2 separate regions of the Mus musculus genome follow, and region 1 is linked to region 2. A link is a contact called in public promoter capture Hi-C data. All regions are on one chromosome and are shown on one strand. Each heading gives the region's core, a stretch centred on a gene start, on an enhancer-like site or on the middle of the called end of the contact. The rest is flanking DNA. Distances are from core to core; before and after follow the strand shown.

Evidence for each region. Promoter capture Hi-C pulls out the DNA fragments that hold promoters and counts their contacts.
Region 1: a contact with region 2 is called in a promoter capture Hi-C map of the HPC-7 cell line. The contact joins the promoter of Ankrd61 here to the enhancer-like site in region 2. A contact is called at or near these places in 20 of 39 promoter capture datasets (the 3T3-L1 cell line, the C10 cell line, the HPC-7 cell line and 14 more), 3 of 15 datasets of contacts at CTCF or cohesin (the NIH/3T3 cell line, large pre-B cells and stem cell-derived epiblast-like cells), 17 of 484 Hi-C or Micro-C datasets (CD8 T cells, the G1E-ER4 cell line, Th1 cells and 13 more), 31 of 115 datasets of contacts at active chromatin or transcription factors (the NIH/3T3 cell line, acute myeloid leukemia, astrocytes and 19 more) and 3 of 9 other capture datasets (adipose tissue, embryonic stem cells and liver).

The regions. Positions count from the first base shown.
Region 1 is chr5:143,891,201-143,897,826 of GRCm38.p6, reverse strand. Ankrd61 (ankyrin repeat domain 61) reads left to right here and starts at 2,760. Exons shown (of 3, transcript NM_025732.4): 1 at 2,760-3,055; 2 at 4,194-4,291; 3 at 5,983-6,626. The coding sequence starts at 2,843. Eif2ak1 (eukaryotic translation initiation factor 2 alpha kinase 1) reads right to left here. Exons shown (of 15, transcript NM_013557.2): 12 at 551-662; 13 at 270-352.
Region 2 is chr5:143,576,934-143,583,485 of GRCm38.p6, reverse strand. No RefSeq gene overlaps it. Among named protein-coding and RNA genes, the nearest start is that of Fam220a, 31 kb to the right of the region's middle. Within about 2 kb of position 3,520, at least 74 of the 459 cell types and tissues checked have an H3K27ac peak or open chromatin away from gene starts, as enhancers often do. A contact at or near this core is called in the G1E-ER4 cell line, the HPC-7 cell line, adipose tissue and 3 more, where this site is marked.

The DNA.
Region 1 (6,626 bases), core at 1,511-4,010, 320 kb before region 2:
GAAGGACTGACTGAAGAGACCTCCATCAAGCCTAGCTTCCTGACATGAACGGTGACATTTAAAAGGGAAGGCTGACTTCAACATTTAGTGCCATCCGGGGAATTTGAAATAGTCACATAGCCTAAAGGGAATGTTCTTGCTGGCTTGTCTGACATGACAGGTCACCTGCAAGACTCAGCTATGGCCGGCGCACCTCTGCCACAGAACTGCACGGATGGTGCTGCTCTTGCTGATCCTTGACAAACCGAGGGAAGGGGAACAAACAGTACCTTGGCATCGTACTGGGATCCCTCCAGCTGTTCCGGTGATGCGTAGAGACAAGTCCCCACTCTGGATGTGTGTGTCCGTGTTCCTAAAATTGAACGGGCCATTAAGCAACCTACTGTGACGCACACAGACCTCTCTCTGCCGCTCCTGAAGGAACGGCCGCCTGCTGGCCTCACTTATGGAAGCTCTAAGACTCTCGGTATGTAAGGACATGTTCAACTAGGTCTCTTTTTAATTTTTAAATGCAAAGATAAAGAAAATAAGTGAACAAATAAATAATTACCTTTCCCATTTCTGTTGGTCCAGTCTGCATTCTGGATGATGTCTGCACAGGCCAGACCAAAGTCTCCTATTTTTACTTGCTGATCAGGGCCATGAAGAAAAATATTTCTAGGCTACAAATAAGCAGAGAAGTCAACTCAGTTGTCTTAAAACAAAGAGTAAAAACTTAGGAGTTGCTGAGTGCCAGGCATGGAGGCTGACACCTGTGATGCCACAACTGGGAGGCGGAGGCAGGAGGGTCGCTGTGACTATGGAGCCAGTCCGGGCTACATGGTGAGTCCAAGGTTATCAAGGCCTATACAACAAAAGCCCTATTTCAAGCAAACAGAAAGCTGCTGGGCTGGGGGGCAGCGCCGTGAGTAGGTGTCGGCTGTGCAAGCACATGGCGTAGAGTCGAGTCTCTAACACTCAGGTAAAAAGCTGGGTGTGGCCCAGGAGTGCCTGTAACTCTGGCATCATACAGAAGACACAGGAGGGTCCCTGGGCTTGCTGGCTGCCAGCCGCTTCAGTGAGAGATGCGGCATCAAGAGAATAATAAGGGAGAGAGTGATAGAGTAGGTCATTCAAAGTACTCCTCTGGCTCACACACACAAGCACACACCACACACACACACACACACCCACACACACATGAGCATGTGAGCACACACACACCACATATACATTCACATCACACCACACCACACACACACACACACAAAGCATGCCACCCACATAGACACACACACCACACACACTGAGCATGCTACACATACACTCACACACCAAAGTAAAAAGGTTGCTGAGTGCTGGCCGCTGAGGAACGTTTTGATGTAGCACGAACAAAGCACTGTGACCTCACTCCAACAAGGCATAAAGTAACACACACACACACACACACACACACACACACACACACACATATATATATATATATATATATATCTGCGATCCAGCACTAGAGAGGGGGTGGCAAGATCAGAGGTTCAAGGTCATCCTCAACTACATAGCAAGCTTGAAGCAAGCCAGAGCTGCAAGAGACTGTTTTGAATAATAGCAACAACATCACCATGTAACTGGGAGAAAAGATTTTACTAAAATTAAAGCTAACAGATTAAATGTAGTTCACTTTTATGTTAATATATGTCCTACTCTATTTTGGTCCTGCTAAGAGTTTGGTTTTTTAAAAATCGTATGTGCAGGGCTGAAGAGATGGCTTAGCAGTTAAGAGCACTGACTGCTCTTCCAGAGGTCCTGAGTTCAGTTCCCAGCAAGCACACAGTGGCTTACACCATCTATAATGGGATTCAATGCCCTCTTCTGGTGTGCATAAAGACAGCTACGGTGTACTCATCTACATAAAATAAATGAATAATTTTTTTCCATTTTATTTTTTTCCATTTCCAAATTTTTTATATTAGGTATTTTCTTCATTTACATTTCAAATACTATCCCAAAAGTCCCCCATACCACCCCCCACTCCCCTACCTACCCACTCCCACTTCTTGGCCCTGGCGTTTTCCTGTACTGAGGCATATAAAGTTTGCAAGACCAAGGGGTCTCTCTTCCCAATGATGGCCGACTAGGCCATCTTCTGCTACATATGCAGTTAAGAGTCACGAGCTCCGGGGTACTGGTTAGTTCATATTGTTGTTCCACCTATAGGGTTGCAGACCCCTTCAGCTCCTTGGGTACTTTCTCTAGCTCCTCCAAATTTTTTAAAAAACTGTGCATACATGGCATGGCATGGCATGGCATGGCGAGCGAGGTCAGAGGACAACCTTCAGGAGTCCCACTGTGTAGATCGTCAGGGTGGAGCTCAAGTGCTCATTCTTGGTGGCAGGCATCTTACCCTGGCCAGCTCACTTGGTCCTATTAGATTTAATTATAGTTGATATGTAAGGGAAAAGAGAAATGCTTTTAGCCATAAGGTGCCAGTTTGGTGTAAAAGCTGAGAAACGATGCTTGCAATTGGTACTATAAATGAGGGAACAAAATCTCGGGCTGGCTCCAGTATAACATGGATTCAGTGCACACGCCTTTAATCCCAGCACTTGGGAGGCAGAGGCTGGTGGGTCTCTACATTTGAGGCCAGCCTGATCTACACAGAGACTTCCAGAGAAAGCCTGTCTCAAAAAAAAAAAAAAAAAAAAACTGAAAAAAAAAATAAAAAGAACGAACAAAGGATTCTTTTGACAAACATAATTCTAGAACAGTTCTAGAACTGAGCCAAAGGAATCATCATGGTAAGAGAGACTAACCAATTCCATAGCAGCCTCCCTCACCTGTAAGCCCTTGCTCTAAAGCCGTTCTCATGGGAAACATAACCAAGAGAGGAAGCAGAGACCTGGTGGCTGACGGTGCCACGTTGGTGGAGGAGAGCCTGGCCACGACCCTGCACTCTAAACTGTATGAGGCCATCATCAAGGAAGACTGTAACACCATCAAGACACTTCTCAGAAACCACCCTGTCAACCAGCCCCTGACCATCCTGGCCAACTCCACCCGTTACAGACTACTGAGCCAGGTACTCCCTCCTCTCTGTCACAGTAAAGAAACAACAGAGCGGGAAGCGGTGGCACACCCTTTTAACCCCAGAACTTTGGAGGACTTCACAAAACATAGGGCTCCGCAGACCATCCCCCAGGTCCAGTACACATACCCTAGCCTGCAACTCCTCCATCCTGCGCCACACACAGATGGATGGATGGAACACAGCTTGTGTGGCTGGAAGAAGGGTACCCTCCTCCTCTCAGAACACACCCACAGCGACGATGTCATGTAAGGTGAATTATTTTTCACTTCCTATACACACCTTCCTAGATTTTCTGTTTGTTTGAGGCTGGGCTTACTCTATAGTCCAGGCTGGCCTAGAACTCACCATGTTACCCAAGCTTGCCTAAAGCAAGCAACAATCCTCCTGTCTCCACCTCCCAAGTGCTGGAATTATAGGTATGAGCCCCCAAAGCTGGTTGATCATTGCTTTTGTAATTAACTTTTTTTCTTTTCCAAAAAAGGAAAGTGGCCCCCGTCTTTGTCTCACTCGTCTGTCATCTTGCAGACATGGTGTGTTTTAGGACCCAGCATCCTCAGCTCTACCAATCACAGTAAGGACATGGACCACAGCACCTATGAAACCTTAGAAACCCACATTTTATAGCTCATGATGGCTTGGCAAGACCTAAACAAAATGTAACAAGTACTTGCTATTCAACTTGTGGGTTAATTTAAGGACTAAATGATTTCAGAGCAATTTGCTCCTGATTTTATAGCCAGAGACGGCCTCGTACTCCTGACTCTCCTGCACCTCCACCCCCCAGGGGCTAGGATTATTTACAGGTGAGCACTAACATGCTCAGCTCTAAAACACAAAGTGGGTCATTTAAATTCACCAGTTATGGTAATTTAAACTCAAGGAGAAAAGCTTCAGCCAGGAATGATAGCACATGCCTTAGGAGGCAGGGGCAGCTGGATCTGTCTGTGAATTCCAGGCTCCATCTACACAGGGAAACTCTCGCCAAGAAACAAAACAAAAACAAACAAACAAATAAATACAACATCTCAATGCATGAACTGAAGCCAAGCCAATGCTAACATCCTTAGACTGTGGACCAGTGAGCTGTGCCAAGTAACCATGTTTGTAATGCACTGTGGTTTCCCTGCAGCAGACACAGCCTATCTTTCCCATCCATCTGGCCGCCGAGTACCGCAAGCCACAAAGTTTGCTTTGCTTGTTACAACACGGTGCTGACCCAGAAGTAAGGTAAGTTACCTCAGCATGCTGTCAGGCCTAAGTGAAGAGGGGTGTGTGTGTGTGTGTGTGTGTGTGTGTGTGTGTGTGTGTGTGTATGTGTGTGTGTGTGTATGTGTGTGTGTGTGTGTGTGTGTGTGTGTGTGTGTGTGTGTGTGTGTATGTGTGTGTATGTGTGTGTGTGTGTGTGTGTGTGTGTGTGTGTGTGATTCAGATGATGTGTCCCATTCCGTGTACAGATTATGTTGGGATGAATCTTACTTTGCTGACGAGGTGGAAACTAATACAAGAATGGTAATCAGCCAGCTAAAGAACTCACACAAAATAATGGCTCAGCTGTAGAAAACACAGAAAGTTGGGACAATAGCACTCAGGAAATCTGACAATATGGAGGGTGGTGAGGGGACCAAATAGATGGTAGGCTTCTTATTTATTAACAAGGAAACGTTCATTGTGCTTAAACTCTTGCCGCTGATTTTATAACAAACACTATCAGAAAAATCTACCCAATCAATCTTGGCTTGCACCTCCTCTGGCACCACCAGCTCCAGTTGGGCCAATCCTCTCCATGGCTGCCAGTCGCAGCCTGAGCTCTCAACTCACTCCATCTTTTAGAGGCTCCTCAAAGACACTTTCCTGCACTAGAAATCACACATGGCTCCTGGGTGAGCGAGGTTCTGCAGCTCTCCAGAACACTGACACATTCAGCACTCATTTAGTCCTTTACCCTGCCTGCTTTCTTTCCCATCCCTGAGTATAAGCCTTCAGGAGGCTGAGCCACCCTGCTGTTTCTCCAACACCAGCCTTAGGCGGCTCACACACAGCTAAGTGTGGGTGAACTGAAGACCAGCTCCTAAGGCCAGGGAGAGATAACAACCCCCCCACCTCCCCACCCCACCCCCGTCTCTGGCACTACAAAGACAGTTCGGAGGCAATCCTGAGATAGGGGTTAGAGCAGGCCTGAAGAGGACCAGGCTTCAGTGACCTGAGAAGATGCAGGACCCGAGTCCTGCATTCGCCTTCCTACACTTGGAAGTGAATGTCAGGGAGAAGACAGACAAAGCCAGGAGACCGAGGGAATGCGAGTTCTGCCCTCCAGTGTTCACTTCTAGGATAGTCACAGCTCATACCAAAGTCCGACCCTTTCACTGATACCAGTGAGCCAGTGCTGAGCCATGCTCAATGCCAGGGATACAGGAACAGCCAAGGGACAGCCTTTAAGGGGCCAAAAGTCCCAGAAGAACCCAAGCTTAAGCAGGGTTCTCTAAGAACCTAGGCTCCACCCAGCAGGGACTTAAAAAACAACCCTAAGACATAGCAACACAGATTGCCAATCTTCTTTTAAATCCAAACCAAGACTGAGTTCCCTCCCCAGCATGAAGTAAAAGCTTGGCGGAGGAGCACATGGTTTATCAGCCAGTGCTGGGGGTGGGGGTGGGGGGTGGGGAAGGGCACATGGAGGGAGGGAGCTCACTTGCTGACCAATTTCAGATTTGGTGGAGACATTGTCACAAAATAAGGTAGAGAGCAACAAGAAATACAGTTATCATTGACCCCAGGCCTCCAGATAGACACAAGTTCATCTGCACCTGAATACAAGACTTCAACTGGTACTCTCCTACCTGTAGTCAGGGTTGCCTTCTAACTCTTTACTGTCCCTCAGTGAGGTGCATCCGGCTTAACACGTGGTAAATCCCTTCCAGGGACGCCCAAGGCTTCACTACCCTTCACCTGATGCTGCTTAACTGGCCAGCCTCTTCTACCACTTGGTCCAAACCCAGCACTCAGATCCAAAAGATCCTGATGGACATTCAGAACAACGCTGTCTTGTGTCTGTGCATTTTGTGTGACCACGGAGCTCAAGTTAATGCCCGGGTAGACAACAGCAACAAGCATTCAGCCCTCCACCTGGCCATAATACACGGGACCTACCCAGTTCTCTCCTTTTTGGCTCAAAATGGTGCCCAGGTCAATGCTACTAATGAATCCAGCATGACGCCCCTCCACATGGCTGCAGACATACTGAACAAAAACATGATAGAGACACTCATTGCCTTTGGGGCCAATGTGAACTGTGCCATCTCATCTACCGGAAACACAGCTCTGAAGCTGGCCGTGTGTACTGCATCGAGCAAAGTCGGCCGACTGCTGGCAGCGGGGGTGGGCTGCATCCGTCTGCTGCTAAATAACGGAGCCCAGGTCAATGCCCAGGACCATGAAGGCCAGACAGCTCTGCACGAGGCATGCTTTGGAGGCAGAGAAGCGATCATCAGTCTCTTGCTGGAATTTGAGGCAAACGTTAACATTTTAACAAGAAATGGGGAGTCTCCCATTTACATGTACCTTC
Region 2 (6,552 bases), core at 2,271-4,770:
GCTTAAACGTCCTCTTCCAGCACCAGACACTTGGGTGGTGCAATTCAGGCAGAACACCCATCCACATAAAATGAAAACGAATCAAATCTTTAACAAACACCGTGAGGATCTGGAGAGATGGCTTGGGGGTTGCGAGCATTCACTGCTCTTGCAGAAGAACTGGGTTTGGTTCCCAGCGCCTACATGGCAGCTCCGGATCCTTAACGCCATCTCAACTCCAGTTCCAGGGACTCAGACTCCCTCTTCTGGCCTCCTCCGGCACCTGCAATGACACACTCACATACCCCTGGACACTAATGCACATAAGTGGTTTAGAATAAAATAAATCTAAAAAGAAACCCATTGACATCTTTTTAAAATCGACTTTACACATTTTCAAAAGGGAAGCAATGTTCACTTACGGCTTATGAAAGGAAAGCCAGACTCGGAGCCTATGGAAACTGGGTTAAGACCGTGGGAAGATCCACCAGGATGCACAATTTCTAGATACACAGAAATGAAACACATCCGTTGACCTAAACCAACTTCCATTCTGAGGCTAACCCAAAAGAAGTTAGAAGGCTAGTTAATTTATTGTTTATCTCTTTCAGTTCTGGAGATGAAACTCAGTACTTTGTGCATGCTAGTTAAATCCTAGAATACTCATTGGGGCATTTTAGGCAAGTATTGTCATTGAACCATGTCACTGGAGGATTCTAGGCAGGGGCTCTACCACTGAGCCACGCCCCCAGCCCCTCATTGGGGGATTCTAGGCAGGGGCTCTACCACTGAGCCACGCCCCCAGCCCCTCACTGGGGGATTCTAGGCAGGTGCTCTACCACAGAATTATGCCTACAACATGCCCCCCCCCCATTTTTTTTTTTTGCTTGTTTTTGGTTTTGTGTGATACAGAGTCTCAGAGTACAAGCTGACCTTGAGTTTACTATGTTGCTTGAACATCTCTAAGCCAAGAACCTCCTCCCTCAGACTCCTTAGCACTAAGGCTACAGGCATGCACCACCACACCCAGCAAAGCTACTTCTCCCCTCCTCCTTTTTTTTTTTTTTTTTCAAAAGAGGGTTTCTCTGTGTCGTCCTGGCTGTCCTGGAATTCACTGTGTAGACCAGGCTGGACTCAAACTCAGAAATCTGCCTGCCTCTACCTCACAAGTGCTGAGACCAAAGGTGTGCGCCACTACTGCCCCGAGCAAAGCTACCTCTTAAATCAAATAGGAGAAAGGGTGTGGAGTGGCATACAGTTTGGGCTCAGGTGTGCTTCATTTATCATTGATGAAGGTTAACTTTCTGCTTAAAAATAGAAAATTCCGCTCTAGCAGGGAATTCACTCCTCAGAGCGGCTCACAGCGATCCTCCTTTTCTGTTTCTGCTCCTCTCAGAGCAACGAATCTATCGCCTGCATTTCCCACGTTGGCGCTATTTAGCAACTGGCTATTTTTGCTAATCTTTTGGATTAGGCTTTGAACTGCTAGAGAATCACCGCCTTAAAAAGGAAATGTTTCTGCCTTAGAGCTTCTACTCTGGTGGAATAGCAATGATCAGTCCAAAAAAATAAAAAAATAAAAGTGCTGTGCAAGTAGCCAGTGGCTTACCTCAAAATGGGTCCCAGCAAGCAGCTAAAAATAAGCCCTTAAGGAACAGCAAAGCATAGGCCAGGCACGATGGGACCAAAAGACCCTTCTGGAGTTGAGGAATCTCAAGACCCAAAAGCTAACCAGCTCTTAGCTTACTTTGATCTAGTACAAAGACCAAGGCTGATGCAGATATATTGTATATATGAAGCAAAATGTTACCCTGCCCCTTATAAATATGTTCAATTGTAACATACCACTCAAAAGGAAATACAGGCTGGGGAGTGTGACTCAGCAGTACAGTGCCTGCCTAGAATCCCCCAGTGAGGGGCTGGTGGTGTGGCTCAGTGGTAGAGCCCCTGCCTAGAATCCCCCAGTGAGGGGCTGGGGCGTGGCTCAGTGGGTATAGTATAATCTAGGTGCAGTGGTACCTGCCTCTGAACTCAACACTTAGGAGAAAGAGGTGGGGAGATCAAGAGTTCAAGTCAAGCTTCAGCTACAACCATAGCAAATGTCAGGCCACCCTGGGCTACAACAGATCCCTTCTCAGTAACAAAAAGTCCACAACTCAATATCTTGTCACATGTGCATTGAGTTAAGCAAACAGCATTACTGTCACTACCCTCAACTTTTTCATCACCCCCCTCCCCAAAAAATCCCCTGAATCTTACTCATCTTTCCCCCTTAGTCCTCTGAACCTTGCCCCAGTCCCTGGCAACCACTGTCCTATTTGCCGTCTGTGTAGAGCCACTTTGCCTGACATTTCATATGAGCACAATTATGCAATCGGTGACCTTTATGTCTAGCCTCTCTACATGCTTCCAGAATTCATGGGAGTTGTAGCATATATGAATTCCCCATTCTTACTAGGTATCAGGTAGGGGACTTACCCTGCTGACCAACCCACTGATCCATACCCTGAATCCCACTTCTCTCAGTGTGTGTGTGTGTGTGTGTGTGTGTGTGTGTGTGTGTGTGTGTGTCTGTGTGTGTCTGTGTCTTGCACACACACACCTGCTTATGCAGGCCAGAGCTTAGCCTCAGGTGTTGTTCCCATGGCTTTATCTACATTGTTTATGGTCAAGAAGGCTAGGCTGGCTGGCCGCTTAGCCCCAGGGATCCTCCTGTCTGCTTCTCTAGTGCAACACACCTGGCTTTCGCACACGGGTTCTAGGGCCCAAATTTAGGTCCCCAGGTTTGCACAGCAAGTGCTTGAGACTGACTCATCCCAGCTCCCTGTCATTCATTTACACACTTCTTCCCTTTCAGGTTTTGGAGCTCCAACCCCAGGTCTCACATATGCTAGGCAAACTCTCTGTCACTGAACGACATCCTCTGGCCAAAGTAGGTAGCATTTGGGGCTGGGGAGATGGCTCAGCAGTGAAGAGCACTGCCCACTTTTACAGAAGAACTGGGTTCCAGTCCCAGCCCCTACACGGCAGCCCCCAACCATCCTAACTCCTGTTCCAGGTGATCTGATGCCCTCCTCTGGCCTCCACGGGTATCAAGCACGCACATGGGTGCACAGACATACTACAGGCAAAGCATCCAAACACAGAAAACAAGAATACAGACAAAGCACAGCCATTTGTTTCTCGCCACTCTGGAGGCAGAAAGCTCCAAGATCATGGAGCTGATGAGATGGCTCTACAGCTGAGAGCACTTGCTGTCAAAGGACTCAGGTTAGGTTCCCAGTACACACACTGGGCAGCTCACAATGTCCTGTAACTCCAGATCACGGAGTCTTGTGTGTAACTCTCTGAGGAATCACCAAGCTGTTTCCCCAATGCAGCAACAGCCCCCACATTCCCACCAACAGCATCCCAGGGCTCCAATTTCTCTACATCCTCCCCCAAGCTTCCCATGACTCTCGGGTGATAGCCAGTCTAGTACATGCAATCTGCACTTCCCTTGTGGCCAGATGCTGAATGCAGTTTCGCTTGAGTTGGTCGCAGATATGACTCATCTCTTGTTCCCCATTCACGCTGAAAGGACAAGAGTGAGTACGGTAAGTTCTCCCCTCCCTGGATGGCTCCACATTCTTACAAGCTTGAGGATGTCATCCTGACCCTCAAGATTAGAGAAGGGGAAGAGACCAAATCAGCCTGTGTCTAGTACATGGATGTGCCTCGGTCTTCTCACTTAATCTTTGCATTGACTCTGGGAGGATGATAGTACAATATCTGTGTATGTGCACGTGCGCGTGCACACAGGCAGGAGTGTGCAGACATGTGCAAGTGGGGTGTGTGTGTGTTATAGTGAATGGAACACAGGTCTTTGCATATGCTAGGTAGGCTGTCTGAGACTTGAGCCACAACCCCAGTCCCTCACTGGGGGATTCTAGGCAGGAGCTCTACCACTGAGCCATGCCCCCAGCCCTTCACTTGGGGATTTTAGGCAGGGGCTCTACCACTGAGCTACATTCCCAGTATAAGGCCCTCTGTCCTAGCTAGTTTTATGTCTGTTTGACACAAGCTAGAGTCATTTTAGAAGAGGGAACCTCAATTGAGAAAGTGTCCACACTAGACTGGCCTGTGGTACATTTTCTTGATTGATGACTGACATGGCAGGGTCCTGCTCAATGTGGTGACACTATCCCTGGGCTGATGGTCCTGGGTTCTGTAAGAAAACAGGCTGAGAAAGTCATGTAAGTAGCACTCCTTCAGGGCCTCTGCATAAGCTCTTGCCTCCTGGTTGCTGCCCTGTTTGAGTTCCTGCCATGACTTCCTTTAATGGTGGACTGTGATGTACAACTATTGGCTGAAGTAAACCCTCCCCTCCCCAAGTTGTTTTTGGGCCTTGTGTTTTATCCCAGCAGCAGAAACCCTAAGTAAGACAAGCTTCCTTACGTAGCCCAGAGTGCCTTCAAATGTGCAATCCTCCTGTCTAGAGAGATCCTAGTCTTACAGACATGTGCCACTGTACCTGGTGCAGCCTGGACTTGGCAAATAAGGAAAGCATGAACACAGCATTGAAGGAGATGCTGCTGAGAGATCAGCTGAGGCTGACCCTGGGTGTACATGTCTGTCTCCTTTGTGATCTTGCCCCCGGGGATCCCTGCAGTAACAAACATAGGAGCTGACAGTCTTGAGTCTGTGTGACACATTCTCACGAGCTGTTATTTAGATGTTATTAGTCTCCAAAAGCGCATGTATTGGAGAGTTGGCCTCCAGAATAGTGGCAGTGGGAAGTGGCACATGTTTTAAGACTGGGTCTTGTGGGAGGTCCTTGGATCATACAACAGACCCTTCAGGTGTCATTTCCTGTGAGGAACTGAGCATTGAGAGATAGAAGGCCCCACCCATAGACATAGATCCTACAGATCTATAGGGTATTGCCATGGTCAGCTTTGTCACCTTAATACAACCTAGAATCTCCTGGGATGAGTGTTTGTTTGTTTTGATTTTGTTCAAGACAAGGTTTCACTGTGTATCCCTGGCTGTCCTGGAACTCACAGAGACCCATTTGCCTCTGCCTTCTGAGTTTCTCCACCCAGCTGGGATGAGAGTCTTCATGAGGGATTGTCTACCTTGGGTTGACCTGTGAGCATGTCTGTGAAGGACTGTCTTAAGTTAGTTGATGTGGGAAGTCCTAGTCCAGTATAGGCGTCACCATCCCCTAGGCGGGGGGCCTGAGCCATTCTATGAGTGCAGGAATCAAGGTGAGCACACGGAAGCAAACAAGCTTTCATTTTTCACCCTAAATCTTCTCAGTAAAACTCCCACTTAGTAGCTAAAACAATTAGTGCATATTTCTCCATTTGTCATCATAAGTAAGAGGATCATTGTTTATATTAGAACTTGTAATGAGGTCCAGCAAGGTGGCTCAGGCAGTAAAAGTGCTTTCCACCAAGCCCCATGACCTGAGTCGGATGCCCCAGATCCACATGGTAGAAAGGAACTGACTCCAGCAATTGTCCTGTGATTTCCACATGTGCCTCCCACACCCCAACAAATAAATAAGACCAAAGACAACAGAATTTACAATGTATCACTTGAAGCATCAAAGAGAAAATGGCTTCCGAGGGGTTTTGAGAAAAGAAGGGGGACCAGTTGAACAGGGGAGGAGGGCTCAGGAAGGGTAACAGTAATAGGAGGTGGCAGGAAACATGACCCAAATAAAATGGTACCTATGCATGAAAGTGGCATGAGGGTCAGGTGTGTGTGTGTGGTTCAGGTCCCAGGGTGCTTGCCAAGTGTGCATGAAGTCCTGGGTTCAGATTCCAGTACTACATAAAATGGGTCTGCTGGTACATGCCTAGCATCCTAGCACTCAGCAGTGGGGGCAGGAGGGTCAAGGCTCATCCTTGTCTACAGAGTAAGTTTTAGGCAAGCCTGAGCTACAGGAAAGTCTGCGGGGTGCTGGGGAGATGACAGGGCTATTATGGTGCTGTACTTTTCCCCCAACATCCAAAGGTCCAGGGTTAATTTTGTAGCCTCACTGGCCCTTCTGCCTCTGGCACACTTGAACTTCTGGCCTTTGGAATGAACATAGGGTTTGGTGTGGCTGTGTGGGTTTCCCAGGGCCTTGCCAAAAGGATGGTGGTCTTGTATATTTTTAATCCCAGCACTCAGGAAGCAGGCATAGGCAGATCTCTGCGAATTTCTGGCCAGCCTGATCTATGTAGAGAGTTCCAGGACAGCGAGTGAGACTATCTCAGAAAAAAAAAAAAAAAAAAGAGAAAAAAGGAAGGAAGGAAGGAAGGAGGGAGGGAAAGAGGGAGGAGGGAGGGAGGGAGGGAGGGAGAGAGAGAGAGAGAGAGTGTCTGTGTGACTCTATGTGCATGTGTGTGTATAGGTGCCTTGGAGGGCAAAGGGAATTGGAGTTTACAGGCAGTGTGAGCCACCTGATGTAGGTGCTGGAATCGTAATTCCGGCCCTCATGATAGAGCCTCATACTCTTAGCCAGTGAGTCGTCTCTCCAGTCCCCCATGTGTGTGTGTATTGAAATAGAGTTCCCAACTGATATTGCCCAGACTGGCCTTG